Linked DNA regions of Sus scrofa: region 2 is linked to region 1. Evidence: chromatin contacts called from public Hi-C data. All regions are on one chromosome and are shown on one strand. The core of a region is the stretch at or near the end of the contact, and the rest is flanking DNA. Distances in the headings are between cores, read along the strand shown. Region 1 holds the start of PRIM2 (primase (DNA) subunit 2). Region 2 holds the start of RAB23 (ras-related protein Rab-23).

Region 1 (5,196 bases), core at 195-2,694:
CAGTACAGTGAATAAAGAATGAACAGTAAAATCTCAATAGAAAATCCTCAATAAATGTGTCGAATGGAAATGAAATTATTCTAATTCAGTCCCACAAAGCATGAGGTTCTCAAGAATATATAAATCCAGAGTTCCCACTGTGGTACAGTGGGTTAAGAACGTGACTGTAGTGGCTCAGGTCTCTGCAGAGGTGTAGGTTCAACCCCCAGCCTGGTACAGCGAGTTAAAGAATTCAGCATTGCCACAGCTGTAGTGTAGGTCACACCTGCAACTCAGATTCAATCTCTGGCCTGGGAACTTCAATATGCCACAGGTGCAGTCATAAAATAAAAATTTTTTAAAAAGAATATATAAATTCAAACTCAAATCACTCACACTTAAGTCTCTCAAAAGCCAAGTTTTCAAACTCTGTCAAAGATATGTTTTCAGAAGGTGGTTGCAAATAAAACTGAAGGCTATGTGGATAGCAAGCATTCCTTTGGTCATCTGCCAACCTCAGTTTCCTCCGCTTTCCTCCAAAAAACTCCATCTTGGTACCTTGGAAGAAAGCAAAAAAAAAAAGTTAAAATGATTGAAAGTGGAGTTAGAAACAAAAATGCAAAAATAACTCCACATGCACAGAGGGGAAGATAGCTGAGTTGAAGCATGCGCAAAGTGTTAACAGTAGCATCCCTGAGTCACGTCTTCTGTGTGTTCCACCCTTTCCACAACACATCTGTAACACCTGTGTAAAGCCGGTGGGAAAGCGGTGTGAGCTGAGGAGACACAGGCAGTGGTCCTGACTTCCAGCAACATCAATGTCAGATGACGCTGCCTGGTCACTTAGAGGACTGTGTGCCACCACCCTTAGGTCTTTGCCGTCCCAAGAATTCATGGGAGTTGCAGTCCTGAATTGGAGGAAACCAGGGTTGATTCTGGCTACCGAGCCTCAGTGGACCGGGTCCAGCTATCCGCTTCCCACCTTAGGACCCTGGCAGACAGACAGCGATCTTTGGAGTTACGGGTGTCGGAACCCTCCTCAGCAGCCCCCCTCAGAAGCATCCTCAGTAGCCCTCCTATCAGCCCCCCTCAGCAGTATCTTCAACAGCATCCTCAGCTGCACCCCCAATCAGCGCCCCTCAGCAGCCCCCCTCAGAGCATCTTCAGCAGTCCCCCCCCCTCAGCAGCATCCCCAGGAACCCAGCGAAGACCCCGCCCCCTCCCCTTCCCCCCATCCCCGGGCGGTCAATCAGCCCCGGGGACACTGATGAGCGACCCATACCCTATACCCGCCCTCGGCGCCCGTCGCCCCAAAGCTCTCGTCCCTTTTCCAGACTAGCAAGCCTCCACACCAGGATTGCTGCCCGCCCTAAACCCGCGGTGGTGCCTCTAACCTGCAACCACAGCAAACGTGAAGCCGAACAAACCCAAACAACCGCTTTTCCCGAGTGGCGGGAGAGTTCATATGGGGCCGGAAGCGGAAGTTGCTGGGCCCCAGGCCCTCCCTCCGAGGTCCCGCCCATGCGCGGGCCTGCGCATGCTCTGTGCGGTGCTGGGTGTAGACGGGATCGTTGCAGCAGGTTAAAAACGTTTCACGTGTCTTGGGCTGTGCTCCCCGTGCGTGGAACCGCTAGCTCTAGAGAGGAGAAGCTGGGAAGCGGCCCGACCTGGAGCGGGCGAGCGCTGAGGGCGGGGCCGAGCGCGCATCCACCCGGCGGCGCGGTCCTCCTGCACCCGCCCCCTGCTTAGGGACTCTGGTCAATCTTCCAGGAACCCTGTAAGGAGGGTCGTGTGGCCCCGGTTGTACAGACGCGAAAGCAGGAACTTGCCCATCTCCGTACAACACCTAATCTTTTTTCTCATGGACGGCAGCCCCCACGCGGTCGGGTTCTATGCCCAGTGCACTCCCCACCAACGACTCGTGCACGGCGAGCGCCCCGCAGAGTGTCTGGAGTGAGCTGGATCTGAAGTGAGCTGGAATGAATGAGTGCATGCGTGCATACGGAAGTTGCTCCGGGTCTACAAATGAGGCGCAGAGGCGAGCAGGTGCAAAACCCTGAGGAGAAAGTGGATCTGCGGCTGCAAGCTGGGAGCCACACCAGCTCCGCGATGTGCTCTAGACACTTTTCCAGAGCGGGAAATAAACTTCACTTGAGGCCTCCAGGGGGCGGGCGTGTCTCGCTTACCAAAGTAGCAGTGGCAGGCTCTAGTAAAGATGGGAGGTGAGGAGCGCTCTGAAATGTTTAAAATTTTAGAAATGCCAACTGTACTGAAACAATGTCAAGCTTCAGAGCACCTATCCAGCCTCCACCAGGACTTGCTCTAAGGAACTTAACAGATCAATTCATTTTATTCCAATAACCATCTGAAGTTGGTTCTATTATTAACCCATTTGAAAGATAAGGAAACCTAGAACAGAGACGCTAAGTGACATAAAGATCACATAGTAAGTGGGAGAGCTAGATTCAAAGTCTGGGAGACACTGCAAGCACCACAGTGCTAACCACCAGGCTGTGCCAATTCCACTAACATACCATTCCTCACCTTAATTCCTTCTTGCATCAGACACATAAATAATACCACCTGGTCTGATGAAGACACCTGAAAGCATAAGGACTGCCTGAAAAAAACCTTGATCACAGACCGTAAAAACATTTATATGAATGTTATTCTGATCTCTGGATAGAGAAGGAATTTAAATATCCCATTGTGGCTCAGTGGGTTAGGATTCAACATAGTCTCCGTGAGGATGTGGGTTGGATCCCTGGCCTCTCTCAGTGGGTTAAGGATCTGTCATTGCCACAACTCGTGATGTAGGTCACAGATGCCCCTCGGATCTGGTGTTTCCGTGGCTTGGCACAATCTGAAGCTGCAGTTCCAGTTTGACCACCAGCCTGGGAACTTACATGTGCTTCAGGTGCAACCATAAAAATTTTTTTTAAATTTTTTTTTAAAAGTATCTAAAGATCTGACTATAAAAACATAAAATTTGGGGGAATTCCTGTAGTGGTTCAGGGGACTACAAACCCAACTAGTATCCATTAGTGTTCGGGTTCAATCTCTGGCCTTGCTCAGTGGGTTAAGGATCTGGTGTTGCCCAGAGCTGTGGTGTAGGTTGCAGATGTGGCTTGAATCCTGTGTTGCTGTGGCTATGGCGTAGGCCAGCAGCTGCAGCTCCCATTCAACCCCTAGCCTAGAAAACTCCATATGCTTCAGGTGCGGCCCTAAAAAGACAGAAGACCAAAAAAAAACAAAAAAAAGAAAAAGGCTAATACCATGTAAAAAACTTATGTAAATTAACTGGGAAAAATCATAAGACACAAATGGAAAAAGAATAGCAATAAATAACCCATAGGCAAAATAACTAATGATAAAATGTGAAAAAAATGTTTATTATTGGCATGAAAGAAAATTTCTACTACAAAATTGGCAGATTTTACAGGAGTTCTCTTGTGGAGCAGCAGGTTAAGGACCCAGCATTGTCACTGCAGTGGCTTGGGTCACTGCTGTGACGCCAGTTCAATAGCTGGCCCAGGAACATCCATATGCCACAGGTACAGCCAAAAGAATTAACCTAATTTAAAAACTGGCCGATTTTACAATGAAAATACTCAGTATTGGGCAGAGCACAGTATGATGAACTCACATGGGAATTGACTGTGGTGCCATAATTCTGGAGTATGCTATAATTATATTTATTATGAGCCCTGAAAGGACCTTGACCAAATAACTTCACTGGGCATATTCACATCATGAGACATTACACAGGCTTTCAAAGTATACATGTTTTTGAAGAAATGACCTGGGGAAAATGTTCGGGTTGCTATGAGGTTAACAGAGCAGAATACTAAAACCATGTATGTCATGTGATCCCAGTTTGTAACAAAATAGCATTACAGTTTTCTGCAGTGCTTCTGACTACTGCAAGTAGGCTGCCCTCTGCAACTCCTCCCCATGAATCCCTCTTCTATCCTCTTACAATTTAGGCATGTGGGAGTTCCCACTGGTTGTGGGGAAGTGGGTTAAGGATCCTGCAGAGGCAGTGGTTTGATCCCCTGCCCAGCTCAAGGTTAACGGATCTGGCATTGCCCTAGCCAGGCTCGGATTCGATCCCTGGCCCAGGAACTTCCATATTTCATGGCTGCGGCCATAAAGAAATAATAATAATCTAGGCATATGTTGTCCGTTGCCATCAGAATTTTAGGTGCAAGACTGTCCCTCTGTGCTGTTCTTGTTTTATTTCACTTTTCTTGGCTTTACTTCAGCCTGGTCTTAAACTGGCCCTTTTTCTGTGACAGCTGATATTAAATACTTCTTTGGACAATTAAAAAATTAGTCTATTGCAAACATAAAAATGCTTACTCAAGCTCAGACGGGGCCATGGAACACTTGATGGTATTTTCTTAAACATTTTTTTTTTTTTTGCCTCGGCTGCAGCATACAGAAGTTTGGGGGCCAGGGATCAAACCTGTGCCACAGCAGTGACCTGAAGCACAACAGTGGCAATGCTGGATCCTTAAACCACTGAGCCACCAGGGAACTCCTGATAGTATTTTTAAAGTTCTAATTTAATTTTACAGAAAATTCTATATTAATTTCAATTCAAGAAACTTTTTTTTTCTTCTTAGGGCCACACCTATGGCATATGGAAGTTCCCAGGCTAGGGGTCAAATCGTAGCTACAACTGCCAGCCTAGGCCATAGCCACAGCAATGCAGGCTCTCAGCTGTGTCTGTGAACTTCGCCACAGCTCACGGCAATGTCAGATCTTTAACCTACTGAGTGAGGCCAGAGATCCAACCCACATCCTCATGGATACTAGTCTGATTGGTTTCCCCTGACCCATGATGAGAACTCCCAATTCAAGAAACATTTGAAGGCTTCCCACAGCATGGCCCCAAGACTTGATTACTTTATTGCCTAGAGCTGCACCCCAGCTTATGGTCTGAACTGCCAGCTCTTCCCCAAAGCAGCCTTGCACTCCCTACCTTGTGTCTCTCCCGTGGTGATCTCCCCACTTCAAGAAGCCGAACCCTCTCTCCTGCTGGAACCCTGCCTGCCCTTCAGGAATTCAGAAGTCAGATGCCACCTTCCTCCATCCTGCTGAGCCTCTGCGTATGCCACCAGGCTTGCTCCTGGTGTGACACCCCAGTACCTCCGTCTCCCGCTGTCTCCTACTACCGAGGGTCTTCATCTTTGGGGAACATGAGTCGTTGGA
Region 2 (5,106 bases), core at 863-3,362, 82 kb after region 1:
AAATAAACCCTGTAGATTATTCCATGTCACAGATGAGGACACTAAGATCCAGAGTGAAACACTTTTAAGAACTAGAACAGCCCTCTGATATCTGTCCGACTAGAAAGTATGAAGAATTTTTGTTTTCCAGCATTGTAAGTTTGATTTTGTAGACTATTAATTTTACTCCTGTTTAGGCCAATACGGTGGTTTCCACGAGGATTTCATCATGCCCATGAATACAGGTGCATGTGTCTTAGTGGTAAAATTTTCAAGAATTCCTTCCTTAAGAATATGCTCTAATTTTCCTTTAAATGTTTTTCATTCACTCATTTCAGGGACACAAGTTGTGATCTCTGAAAAGGATTTAACCCATTAGAGTCAAACACAGTGAAACAACTCCCAAAGGACAATGGACATTTTTTCTGCTGGGTCAGTGAAAGGCACTAGATTTGAACAATCATTAAATGACTTAAAACTACAACTTTTTCGGAATGTTTTCCCTAAAATTATTTTGTGCCACTCATTTCTGGTCACAGCAGGTAAAGTTTCTTTCAGAGCCCTTTAGCTGAACCCTATCGCCATTTCAGGTACAGCAAGACTGCAGGATTTAGAAGGCCAGTTTTTTTCCCATAGGCTTTCATCACCTCACCGAAGGGAGCAAAAGAATCTCTGTTGCATCCTTGGGTACAGTTTTGAGTTAAATAAAAGGTGGACTTAATTGCACGGAGACCGTCCAATCACCCCATGGAAGTGGAAAGTCAGGTGGGGGGTGCAGGAGAAAAAGAATGATTGGGAGGAGGATCTCCTTCAAGAAGTTTTTCTCCCGGAGTTCCCATTACGGCTCAGCTGGTTACGAACTGGACCAGTATCCGTGAGGACACTGGGTTAAGGATCCCACATTGATGTGGCTGTGGTGTAGGCTGGCAGCTATAGCTCTGATTTGACCCCTAGCCTGGGAAATTCCATATGCCACTGGTGTGGCCCTAAAAAGGCCCCCTGAAATGTTTTTCTCTCAAATTTGAATCCTCAGATTAATTCTCTGAGACCCACTAGGATCTTCTTTTTTCTCCTTTAATAAGAATTGTGGTAAAATATACTTAACATAAAATTTTCTATTTTGACCATTTTTAAGTGTACCGTTCAGGGCCAATAAGTACATTCATATTATTGCACAAACATCATTACTTCTCAGAACTTTTTTTGCTTTGCAAATCGGAAACTGTACCCATTAAACTCTAATGCCTCATTCTCACCTCCCCTCTGCCTCTGGCAATTATCATTTTACTTTGTGTCCCTATGAATTTGACTACTTTTAAGTATCTCATATAAATGGAATCATACAGTACCTGCTCTTTTGTGACCTGTTTCTTTTACTCGGAATGTCTTCAAGGTTCATCCATGGTGTAGCATGTGTCAGAATTTCCTTCCTTTTTAAGACTGAATAATATTCCACGGTGTGGATGGACCGCATTTTGTTCATTCATTCATCTGTTGAAAGATACCTAGGTGGCTCCCACTTTCTGTCCATTGCAAATAATGTTGCTATGGCCGTGGTTATAGAAATATCTGCTCCAGTGTGTGCTTTCAATTCCTTTGAATATGTACCTAGAAATGGAACTGCTTGATCATATGATAAATCCTATTTTTAATTTTTTTTTTAGGAGCTGCACACTGTTTTCCACAGTGGCTATGGCAACACCACATCGTCAGCAACACCTGGTATCCCGCCCCCTCCCTTCTAGTCTATAATATTAAAGCAACTGAAGCGAAGTTTGGGTTGCTTTGGGGGCGAACTTCCAGGTTTTGGTTTGGGTCTCTGAATTATTAACCAGCTCAGACTTCCACTTCGTCCGGCCCCAGCGTGCGGACAGCGTGCATTTTCGACTCTGCACCACAGTTTTGCTCATTCTGCCACTTGGATGTCCGGACATAAGGTGTACGTCCAAGGCGGGCGCATCCTCTACGCATTCTGAAGCCCGAACTTACAAGGCCCTCCTCGGCCGCTAGCCCCCGCGCCCGCCGGGCGGCCGCAAGGTCCCAGGTGCCTCCCCAGGCACTCGGCGCCCCCTCGGTCCCCGCAGAGCCGGGGCGGGGCGGGCCTGCCGGCGCGGCGCTTGCGCACAGAGAGTCCCGCGCATGCTCCGAGCGGCGCGCGGCCGCGGGTGCGGGGAGCGCGGTCTCCCGCGCGCGACCCTCCCGGCGGGGCTGCTGCCGAGCCGCTCTTTCGGAGCCGCGCTGCAATAAAGTTGGTTGAGAAAATCACAGTCCTTCTCAAAAGAGTGAAAGAGGGCGCGAGCCCGCCGGGGGCCCGCTGGGGAGCCGGGCGGCGGCGGCAGCGGTTGCGCCGCGACCAGGAGGAGCTGTCGCGCCTGGCGCGGGCGGCGGGGACGGTGAGTAGCGGCTCGCACCCGGGGCGGCGGGCCGCACTCATCGCCCTCGCTCGGGGTTCGCTGCGGAGGACCCGCCTGTCCCCGCGGCCCGGGATGCGCCCGCCCGGGGCTCGGGAGGGGTCCTCCAGGCCGGGCGCCCATCCCCCGGCCCGGCTGCCCGGCGCCCGCCTGGAGCGTGGGGCCCGGGGCCCGGGGCCCGGCGGTGGGCAGTAGGCGGCAGCCGACCCGGTGCCCCTTCCCCGCGCCCCGTCCCTGGGCGGGAAGGGGCGGAGGGGCGTTGGGGAAGGGGCGTTAGGTGCTGGGTCGGGTTGGCGGGGAAAAGGCTTATGCCCCACCCTGGCTCCCAGACCCCTCTTGGGCGGCGGGCGTCCCTCCCTGCCCGGCCCCACCCTGCCTGGGGTTTTGCTCAGATTCTGCTGGAATCTCAAAGAGCCCGACAGCACGGTCTCCTTGACACTGGCTGCGGTAGAGTCACTTTACCGGGATCCCAGAGCCCCCAGCAGCTCCCAGGCACGGGACCTGAGGATGTGGGAGTGATAACTTCATGGTCACGGTCTAGGCGAGTGACATGACTAACTGAAGAGGGCTTTTTACTACTACAGGTTTTATATAACTCCTGACATCTTCTAGGTAACTTCTTTGAAACTGAGAAGTTTTTCGGTTTTTATTTATCAATATAATCATTCCTGTATCGAAGTACGAGCTGTGATGGAAAAACCACCCTTTTGATCAGTGAGCTAACTCATCCTTTACTTTTCTAATGTACTGGACTGCTGTCGGGTGGCAAAACTCTTTAAAATTAAATTTCGGAAAAGAACATTTACGTAAAGAGTTTTTAGTTTCTAAGAACTTAATTTTCCTGGTATAATGTTAAAATCTGATTGCATTTATTTTTCTTTAAATTGTATTAATTACAAAATTATCATATAGTAAAATTGACTGTGGGGGGGTGCAGTTCAGTGAATTTTAGGTTCATGTAACCACCATAACAGTCAATATAGAACAGTTCTATCATCTCTAAAACACCATGCTATCCTTCTGTATCCTTCCCCTTACCCCACCCCCTGGTAATTACTGATCTTTTCTGGAATGTAATATAAATGAAATTACACAACATACAACCTTTCTCTCAGCGTAATGCCTTTGAGATTCCTCCAAGTCATTGGATGTAATCAACAGTCTGTTCTTTTTTTGTTGCTAAGTGGTGTTCCCTTAGGTGGATGTGCTGCAATTTGTTTATACGTCCACCACACTGAAGGACATTTGGATTGTCTCCAGTTTTGGGGGATTAGGACCATGTTGCTATAAGCATTTGTGTACAGGTTTTTATATGAACCTAGGTTTTCATTTCTCTAGGATATTGCTAAGATTGAGAGTGCAGTTATATGAAACTGTCACACTGATTTCCAGAGCTGTGGTATCATTTCGCATTCTCACCAGCAACATGTGAGAGTTCCAGTTGCTCCTTATCCTCTCTAGCACTTGGTATTGTCCTGTTGTTTAATCTAACCATTCTAATAGGCAGGTAGTGGTCTTAATGGCTAAAGATGTTGAATATCTTTTCATGTGCTTATTTAGCACACATAATCTTGGGTGAATATCTGGGCAAGAGTTGTGCCTCTTTGGTGTGTGTGTGTCCTTTTTTCTTTTTCCTTTTTTTTTTTTTTGGTATTTCTTTGAGGTTTGCCTATTTTTAATTTGGGTAGTTAACTTTTTTTTTTCTTTTTTTTTTTTCTTTTTTAGGGCTGCACCCACGGCATATGGAAGTTCTCAGGCTGGGGGTCCAATCGGAGCTACAGCTGCCAGCCTATGCCACAGCAACACGGGATCTGAGCCACGTCTGTGACCTACACCACAGCTCACAGCAAAGTGGGATCCTTAAGCCACTGAGCAAGGCCAGGGATCGAACCTGAAACCTCATGGTTCCTAGTTGGATTCATTTCCACTGTGCCCTGATGGGAACTCCTAGGTAGTTAACTTTTTTTTTTTTTTTTTTTTTTAGGGCCGTACCCGCAGCATGTGGAAGTTCCCAGTTCAAATCAGAGCTACAGCTATCGTCTTACACCATAGCTCACGGCAATGCTGGATCCTTAATCCACTGATCAAGGCCAGGGATGGAACCTGCATACTCATGGATATTAGTCGGGTTCATTACCACTGGGCCATGACCAGAACTCTGGTAGTTACTTTCTTAATTTGAGTTTTGAAGGTTCTTTATTTGTTCTGAATACAAGTCGTTAGATATGTTTTGCAAAGAAAAGCTTTTCTTTCTTTCTTTTTTAATGGTTGCACCTCTGGCAAATGGATGTTCCCAGGCCAGTGACTGAATCTGAGCTGCAGCGTGACCTGCACCACAGCTGTGGCAACACCAGATCCTTAACCCACTGCACTGGGCTGGGAATCGCACCTGTACCTCTTCAATGACCTGAGCCACTTCAGTCATATTCTTAACCCACTTCACCACAGTGGAAACTCCTGTCTTTTAATTTGTGTGTGTGTGTATCTTTTTGTCCTTTTTTAGGGCCGCACCTACGGCATATGGAGGTTCCCAGGCTAGGGGTCTAATAGGAGCTGTTGCTGCCGGCCTATGCCAGAGCCACAGCAACGCCAGATCCCAGCCCCCTCTGCAACCTACACCACAGCTCACCTCAACGCTGGATCCTTAACCCACTGATTGAGGCCAGGGATCAAACCTGCAACCTTGTAGTTCCTAGTCGGATTTGTTTCCACTGCA

The links. Hi-C and Micro-C count contacts between places; a contact is called where the count stands out from the background.
Region 2: a Hi-C map of embryonic fibroblasts shows a contact between it and region 1, with 3 times the contacts expected there. The contact joins the promoter of RAB23 here to the promoter of PRIM2 in region 1. A contact is called at or near these places in 2 of 5 promoter capture datasets (liver and skeletal muscle), 10 of 47 Hi-C or Micro-C datasets (embryonic fibroblasts, fetal heart ventricle, fibroblasts and 5 more) and 1 of 2 datasets of contacts at active chromatin or transcription factors (skeletal muscle).

What each region holds. Positions count from the first base shown.
Region 1 is chr7:28,548,277-28,553,472 of Sscrofa11.1, forward strand. It overlaps PRIM2 (primase (DNA) subunit 2), which reads right to left and starts at 1,445. Exons shown (of 14, transcript NM_001244164.1): 1 at 1,374-1,445; 2 at 376-537. The coding sequence starts at 529.
Region 2 is chr7:28,629,953-28,635,058 of Sscrofa11.1, forward strand. RAB23 (ras-related protein Rab-23) reads left to right here and starts at 2,113. Exons shown (of 7, transcript XM_001929636.4): 1 at 2,113-2,372.